2 separate regions of the Danio rerio genome follow, and region 1 is linked to region 2. The links are chromatin contacts, called in public Micro-C maps. All regions are on one chromosome and are shown on one strand. The core of a region is the stretch at or near the end of the contact, and the rest is flanking DNA. Distances in the headings are between cores, read along the strand shown. Region 1 overlaps syt14a (synaptotagmin XIVa). Region 2 holds the start of prkcha (protein kinase C, eta, a).

Evidence for each region. A called contact is a pair of places that touch in the nucleus more often than the background predicts.
Region 1: a contact with region 2 is called in a Micro-C map of caudal fin, with 13 times the contacts expected there. The contact joins the enhancer-like site here to the promoter of prkcha in region 2. A contact is called at or near these places in 1 of 18 Hi-C or Micro-C datasets (caudal fin) and 1 of 4 datasets of contacts at active chromatin or transcription factors (caudal fin).

Annotation. Positions count from the first base shown.
Region 1 is chr13:35,268,976-35,272,840 of GRCz12tu, forward strand. The region is part of intron 3 of syt14a (synaptotagmin XIVa); the gene reads right to left. Among named protein-coding and RNA genes, the nearest start is that of sertad4, 34 kb to the left of the region's middle. Within about 2 kb of position 1,511, at least 18 of the 62 cell types and tissues checked have an H3K27ac peak or open chromatin away from gene starts, as enhancers often do. A contact at or near this core is called in caudal fin, where this site is marked.
Region 2 is chr13:35,122,658-35,126,536 of GRCz12tu, forward strand. It overlaps prkcha (protein kinase C, eta, a), which reads left to right and starts at 1,630. Exons shown (of 14, transcript NM_001123056.1): 1 at 1,630-2,138. The coding sequence starts at 1,788.

The DNA of each region.
Region 1 (3,865 bases), core at 261-2,760, 150 kb after region 2:
CATTAAATAATGATGACAAAATTAATAATTGTAATACATTATAATAAATAATTGTGCAATTAAATTACCGGTAAGAATAATATATATATTTAAAACTGAAAAATTAAGACAATTAATTAATTCAATTATGAATTAAATTTTAGATTTATACAGGGCTTAATAAATTAAATAAATTTATGAGTGTCCCTAACAAAAATATTTAATACATTTAATAATACAAAAATAATAATAATTTTGTTTGAATTTTTTAAAATAAATTTTCAAATACACTTGAAGTCAGAATTATTAGCCCCCCTGATTATTTTTTCCCCAATTTCTGTTTAACGGAGAGAAGATTTTTTTCAACAGATTTCTAAACATAATAGTTTTAATAACTAATTTGTAATAACTGACCTGTTTTATATTTGCCATGATTACAGTAAATAATCTTTGATATATTTTTCAAGACACTTCGTTACAGCTTAAAGTGATATTTAAAGGCTTAACTAGGTTAAATATTAAGGTTAGGTTAATTAGGCAAGTTATTGTATAAGGATGGTTTGTTCTGTAGGAAAAAAAATAAAGCTTAAAGGGGCTAATAATTTTGACCTTAAAATGGTTTTTTAAAAAATTTAAAACTGCTTATATTCTACCTAAAATAAAACAAATAAGACTTTCTCCAGGAGAAAAAAATATTATCAGACATACTGTGAAAATTTCCTTGCTCTGTTAAACATTATTTGGGAAATATTTAAAAAAGAAACAAAAATCAAAAGGGGTAAATAATTCTAACTTCAACTGTATAGTTTTGATATTGGAAAAAGGTTGAATAGATGATGATATTTATGACAATTACTACTGTATATTGATTATTACTTTAATTCATAACCTGAAATATGTATATTTTCTAAATCATAAATGAATTGTGTTTTTAAAATTTGACTATACTAAAATGGATATGCACCAGGATACAGCAGGCGCAAACTCAGAATCAGAGTTTACTTTTAATGAGGCTGGATGAAAGAAGCATTGCTGCGATTAAGGCGATAGAGAAGCACTCTTGTTTTCATTTCACGTTGAATGACGTCTTTGATCATCAACACTGCAGCATTTTCAACCTCCGGCAATGAGCAAAAATGTCTGTGAATGAGAGGCTCTGCCCTACTGTATATCTTGTGTTTCAATTTGATCTGAATGCCAGTATTGATGCCAGAACTACAACAGTTGGAATTGCCAAGAAGAGTGATCAATAGCGTGACCCTGAACTTGATTTTTTAGGGCTCATAAACCGTCCAAACAACACGCAATGAATAGCAATACTAAAGCATCAGTAAGGTGTTATAAACCTCTTTGGTTCCAACAGCAAACGCTCAGCTCATTTGTTATGTATGAGTGAAGGAATGTGTGTATGTGTGTTTGTGCAATGTGAATGTGAGCGTAAATGTAAATGTGTGTGTGTTTTAGCAGCTCATGTATTATACAGATGGCCTGAGGCTACAGGCTCTCCTGCCTCCAGGAAAACAGCTCATGAGAAAAGCATGCGGCTCTATGTGTCTCTGTGTGCAGTAGTTCACAGAAGCAGAGGCTGAAATCAGAGAGAGATTTTCCACCCGCTTCCTGCTTTTTTTCTTTCTGACAGCACTTCCCTTTGACACATTTTCATTCTCTTTATAGCCCGTCGTAATCTTCCTGCTCTGTTTTCCAGATAATTCCAGCAGGGATTTTGGCTCGGAATGCAATAATGGCAATTGAGGGACAATTGGAAGTAGAGAAAATAACCCTAATCCTGTTCATTACCCATGATTATTGACAGTCATCACAGAGCCATTTATGTAGCAGTTTAAAAGCAGAGATCATCATCTTTCTCTCAAAAGCAGAATAACAGAATTGTGTCCTTTTCTAAGAAAGGTTTTTTTTCTTTCTTCTTTCATCTTGCCTCATACTGCAGCTCTGTGAGTGTTTGTGTGGAAAAAGTAGAAGAAGAAAAACAAACAAACAATGTGTTCTGGCTCTTTATGTAAAAATTTATTCTTCCAAAACCATCCAGATTCACTTGACATGTGATATATGCATGATCTGAACCCTTTTACTCTCTGTAAAACTCACCGCTGCCAGAGAAAAAAACAGCCCACAGTCATTTTTATTAAAAACAGCTTTCATTCAGATTTTTCTTCTGGGTCTGTTACTGACTTTTCTATGAAAAAAGTTCTGAGTCATGCCAGAATTCCAGTGAAAAACAGGCATGTCTTATCTCACCATTTGTTGTTAAGCAGCGCCATCTAGTGTAATGATAAAAAAATGCATTTATTCATTCATTCATTCATTTTCTTGTCGGCTTAGTCCCTTTATTAATCTGGGGTCGCCACAGCGGAATGAACCGCCAATTTATCCAGCAAGTTTTTTTACACAGCGGATGCCCTTTCAGCCGCAACCTATCTCTGGGAAAATACATGCATTTAGTTGGCCATTTTTCAAGATAAGCCTTTGGTGTGTCCAGAACGTGTCTGTAAACTTTCAGCTGAAAATACCCATCAGATTTTTCATTATAGATGCTAGTATCTGCCCATTTTTGGCTTTTGAATACATTAAAGCTGTTTTTGTAGCCTATGGCTTTAAATGCAAATGAGCAGCTTCTCCCCGCAAACAATTCCCCCCTGCATGTCTGCTTTTCATTATACATTGTGTCAGATAAACAGCCGTCAGTGATAGAGAAAGACTCTGATGAAGCTGTGATTTACTGACACCATGTGGTGGTGATTATAGCTGTTAAGAATTAAATAGCGATTTTACTTTCTTTATTACAAACATGCTGTTTTAAAAACGTTTAAACTTAGAAAAATCAGAAAAGTCACAGAGTTTATTTTCAAAAAATGTTCTGTGGACCTGTATATATGTTATTACAGAAATATGACGATATGTCAATCAATTCGGTGAGCGGGGAAAACCACACTCCTACATAATGTTGCGGTGGGCCTCAAAATCTGTGGGATTTGGGTCCTATTTTAACATCAGGATATTTTTAAAAAGAGACTTCTTGTGTTTATATCATTCCAAAATGACAGTGGATACACTACATACACACAGGTCTGTCCAAACAGCTTCCAGATGATTTTTACCATAAGTGTCCTTTATAGGGATAGTTAACGCAAAAATGATATAAAAAAAAAAAAGACAATTTTCTCACCCTCAAGTCAAGTGTTTCCAAATCTATACTTTTTCTGTTGAACAGAAAATAAATTATATTAAAGAATATTAGAAATTGGTACTTATTGACTTCCATAGAGAAAACAAATACTATGGAAGTCAGTGGTTACTGGTTTCAAAATTATTTTTCATTCATTCATTCATTCGTTCATTCATTCATTCATTTGCACGCGCACACACACACACACACACACACACACACACACACACACACACACACACACACACACACACACACACACACACACACACACACACACACACACTCAATTGCTTACCCAATTCACCTGTACCACATCTCTTTGGACTTGCGGGGGAAACTGGAGCAACCGGAGGAAACCCATGCAAACACGGTAGTAACATACAAACTCCACACAGAAATGCCAACTGACCCAGCCGAGGCTCGAACCCGCGACCTTCTTGCTGTGAGGCGAACAGGCAAACCTCTTTTGTGTTAAAGAAAACACTGAATCTCAAATGTGTTTGTGACAAGTGAAGGGGGACGAAATGATCACAGAATTTTTGCTTTTGGGTGAACTGTCTCTTCAACTGATTTGCTTTGTCTAGGTGCCATGGAAGACCAATATTGTTTAAGCTTTTAGGATCAGTAAGATTTTTTTTTTGTCTTTGAAGGTAAGGAATTATTGTATTTAGTGAGGGAACATTAGATCTAAAGTGATCA
Region 2 (3,879 bases), core at 380-2,879:
TTGTAATTTATACATCACCCGAAAGCTAAACAAACAAGACTTATATTTTTGTATATTCTGTTAGGATAGGACATTATTTGGTCGAGTTAACTATTTGAAAATCTAGAATACGAGAGTTAAAAAACTAAAATCTAAATAAGCCCACACTGTAAAAAAAAAATCTGTAAAATAACAGTAAAATGACTGTATATTTTAACAGATTTTTTCCGTATACACGTATTACGGGTGTTTTTCAAGCAGTGAGAAAATCGCCTTTAATGTACTACTTATAAAGAACATCGTATACATTTGTGTAGGCCTATTTGTTTTATTGTTTTTGCCTAATTTTAATTGTTATATAAATGGCATTTTTTTTTATCAACGACGTATATACTATTAGTATTAGATATAATTTAAACAGTCCTATACAGTATATATATATATATATATATATATATATATATATATATATATATATATATATATATATATATATATATATATATATAGTTAAAGTCAGAATTATTAGCCCCCTTCAAATTTTTTTCTTCTTTTTAAAATATTTTCTAAATGATGTTTAACAGAGCAAGGAAATTTTCACAGTATGTCTGATAATATTTTTTCTTCTGGAGAAAGTCTTAATTGTTTTATTTCGGCTATAATAAAAGCAGTTTTTAATTTTTTAAACAATTTTAGGGGCAAAAATATTAGCCCCTTTAACCTATATTTTTTGTCGATAATCTACAGAACAAACCACTTTTATACAATAACTTGCCTATTTACCCTTACCTGCCTAGGTAACTTAATTAACCCAGTTAAGCCTTTAAATGTCACTTTAAGCTGTATAGAAGTGTCTTGAAAAATATCTAGTAAAATATTATTTACTGTCATCATGGCAAAAATATCTAGTAAAATATTATTTACAGTCATCATGGCAAAGATAAAATAAATTCGTTATTAGAGATGAGTTATTAAAACTATTATGTTTAGAAATGTGTTCAAAAAATTTGCTCTCCGTTAAACAGAAATTGGGGGGGGGGGGGGGGGGGCAATTAAGCGGTCTAAAAATTCAGGGGGGCTAATAATTCTGACTTCAACTGTGTGTGTATATATATATATATATATATATAATTTTTTAACCCCATATTTTATGCATACTTAATTTACAAAACTGTCTTAGCAAAATTGCATTCATCAATTTTAATTTTATTTAATAAAATTAACGAAACAATAGGCGCACTCAAATGTCTGCCAACAGATGACGCTGTTTCCCTACTCAAAATAAATCAGGTGTGTTTTGTTTTTCCAACCCATTTTCACGTGCAGCAGGTACATCAAAGATGGTGCGCTCTTGTCTTTGTTTCTATAAAGAAACGCATTTGGACATTTTTTACTATCGGTCCATCTCAAACTGACCCATCAAAAGTGCCCTGTCTGAATTTAAGTCCACTTGGACGGGCTGTGGGAGAGTCGAGAAAAGTACTCAGCAAAGTCCATCTACTGTTATCTCACATTACGGATATAACAGGAAGGTTTAATGACAGAGCGAGAAACATTGTTGTTCCTGCATTTATCGAGGAAGACGCGTTCATTCAGGCGTTCAGGCGACAGAAAAACTCCTTCACTTCCCCTTTCTGCCCTCTCACTTCAGTTCTTCCGCAAAGCAGGTGTTTTCAGCAGCGCGTTTCAGATGCAGACGCTTCTAACTGCCGTGCGTTTGCCCATTTACGGTTCCCCATGTCCCCGTGTGAGTAATACAGCGTCCAGCGTTTAAGTCTTTCAGACGTGTATTTTGCTCAGAAGGCATCATGAAGTTTAACGGATATCTGAAGTTGCGTATCGGTGAAGCGGTGGACCTGAAGCCCACGACCACCTCCATGCGCCACGCCGTGATGTTCAACAAGGCGACCCAAACACTAGACCCCTACATAGTCGTGAAAGTGGACGAGTATAAGATCGGACAGACGCACACCAAGCTGAAAACCAACATGCCCACTTATAACGAGGAGTTCTCCGTTAACGTAAACAACGGTAAGCAAGTGGAGCTCGCCGTTTTTCATGACGCACCGATCGGTTACGATGACTTTGTGGCCAACTGTACTATCCAGTTTGACGATCTGATGAAGACCAACAGCAGAGAGGAGTCTTTTGAAGGATGGGTGAGCAAAGAATAAAGAGTTTCTTCTATTTTATAACGTGCATAATGTTGACATCATTTTGAATATTTAGACAAGTGCAGAATAAACATGATGTTTGTTTTGATGGGACAGACGTGAGTGAGCATCTATGAATAGAGTTATTGTCCCATATGCAGAATAGGAGACTCGTGAGAATGTTCACATGAAGACGTTATACAATTGGCGTCAGATTTGAGTTTTGCAGAAAAGTGGCAGAGTTTAATTATTAATGCTAAATATACACATCTTACAAATATTTAAAGTTTGAGCAGTTTCATACAAATGTCAACCTTCCTATGAAAAAAATAACTTATTACCAAAATAGTGAAACCTTTCTACGTTGTATCCGTAGGCTTATACTGTAAAAATACTCAAAAATGTCTCTGTCAGTGTTTTCAAACAATTATATTTAATTTACCAAAGTCACATACGCAGCGGAGAGACGTCACATCCATAACCAAGCTTTTTCCTCATAAATGCAAAAATGTCAAGTAAAATAGAATCACTATTTTTGGTTTTATAGAGTTCCCACTCTTATCCACTTCTATCCTGTTGATTCACGTTGTTTCAGTTGGGTTGTGGAGTTTAATTCACAGAATTTCTGCAAAGTATTTTGAACACTGTAAACTTGCATACTTTTTGGTCACATCCACAACGCATGTTTATTTTCCTCATTTCCAATATAAAAATGTTTGCAGATTGATATTTTACTGATCCCATGAATTGTGTTTTGTTGTTTTGGAAAATATAAACATGTTTCAATATAATGTTAACATTTACGCTCTCTGTGAATTTATGAGTTGAGTTTTTACTACAAATGTCACATCCATTACGCTGGAATTGCTTGTATGTTATTTTTTCACACAGTAGGTACACACATACATCTCCAAAAATAAAATAACAAAATAAAAAGTTTAGGATCATAAACTGTCAGCACATTAAATCACTAAATATGGAAAAGTAAGTAGTGTAATATTTCGTCATCAACTGTAGCTGATTTTGATGCTTTTATCAATCTTTGATTCTAATATTTGCATGCTGTGAATTAAGTTTGAAAAGTGTGCAAGGTCTCTTGTAGTGCAAGTAAAAAAAATGTAAAAATGTACTTTTTTTGTACATTAAAACGTAAATTAAATTGGTAGTTTAGAAACGTTTTTAATGTATTATATTAATGAGTTTAAAATGGTTTTAGATGAAAAAAATTGTCATTATTACTGCTTAAAATGTCACATTCACCATGACCATGCATCAAATTTCAAGTTTCGATGAAGTTTAAAATTAAATTTTAATCTGCCATAAATATAATAGAGAAAACATACACTGTTAACCCAGCAGTCAATGTAATCCAATGAAATGAGTGTAGTTAACTCAAAATTAAGTTTGAAAGTTAATTCTACTCATTTGAAATGAGTTTTAACTCAGTTGAAGGTAACAAGTTAATAAATACCTCATTACTTTAACTTAAATGGAGGAAGTTCAAAGCACTCATAGAGATCAGTTTTTTTAGCTCAAATGGTTTGAGTTGCCTTAACTTATCGAGTTTGTACTCAGTTGTTTTGTGTTCTTTTCATTTGGTGGGTTTTACAGTGCTCAGATTACTTGATTCACTCATATAGTTTAAGTTCACAGTACTCATTAGGATTAGTTTTTGGACTTAAATGGTTGGTTGCAATAGGGTATATGCGGAGGTATGCTATGCTAAAGGACTTTTAATTTGTCATTT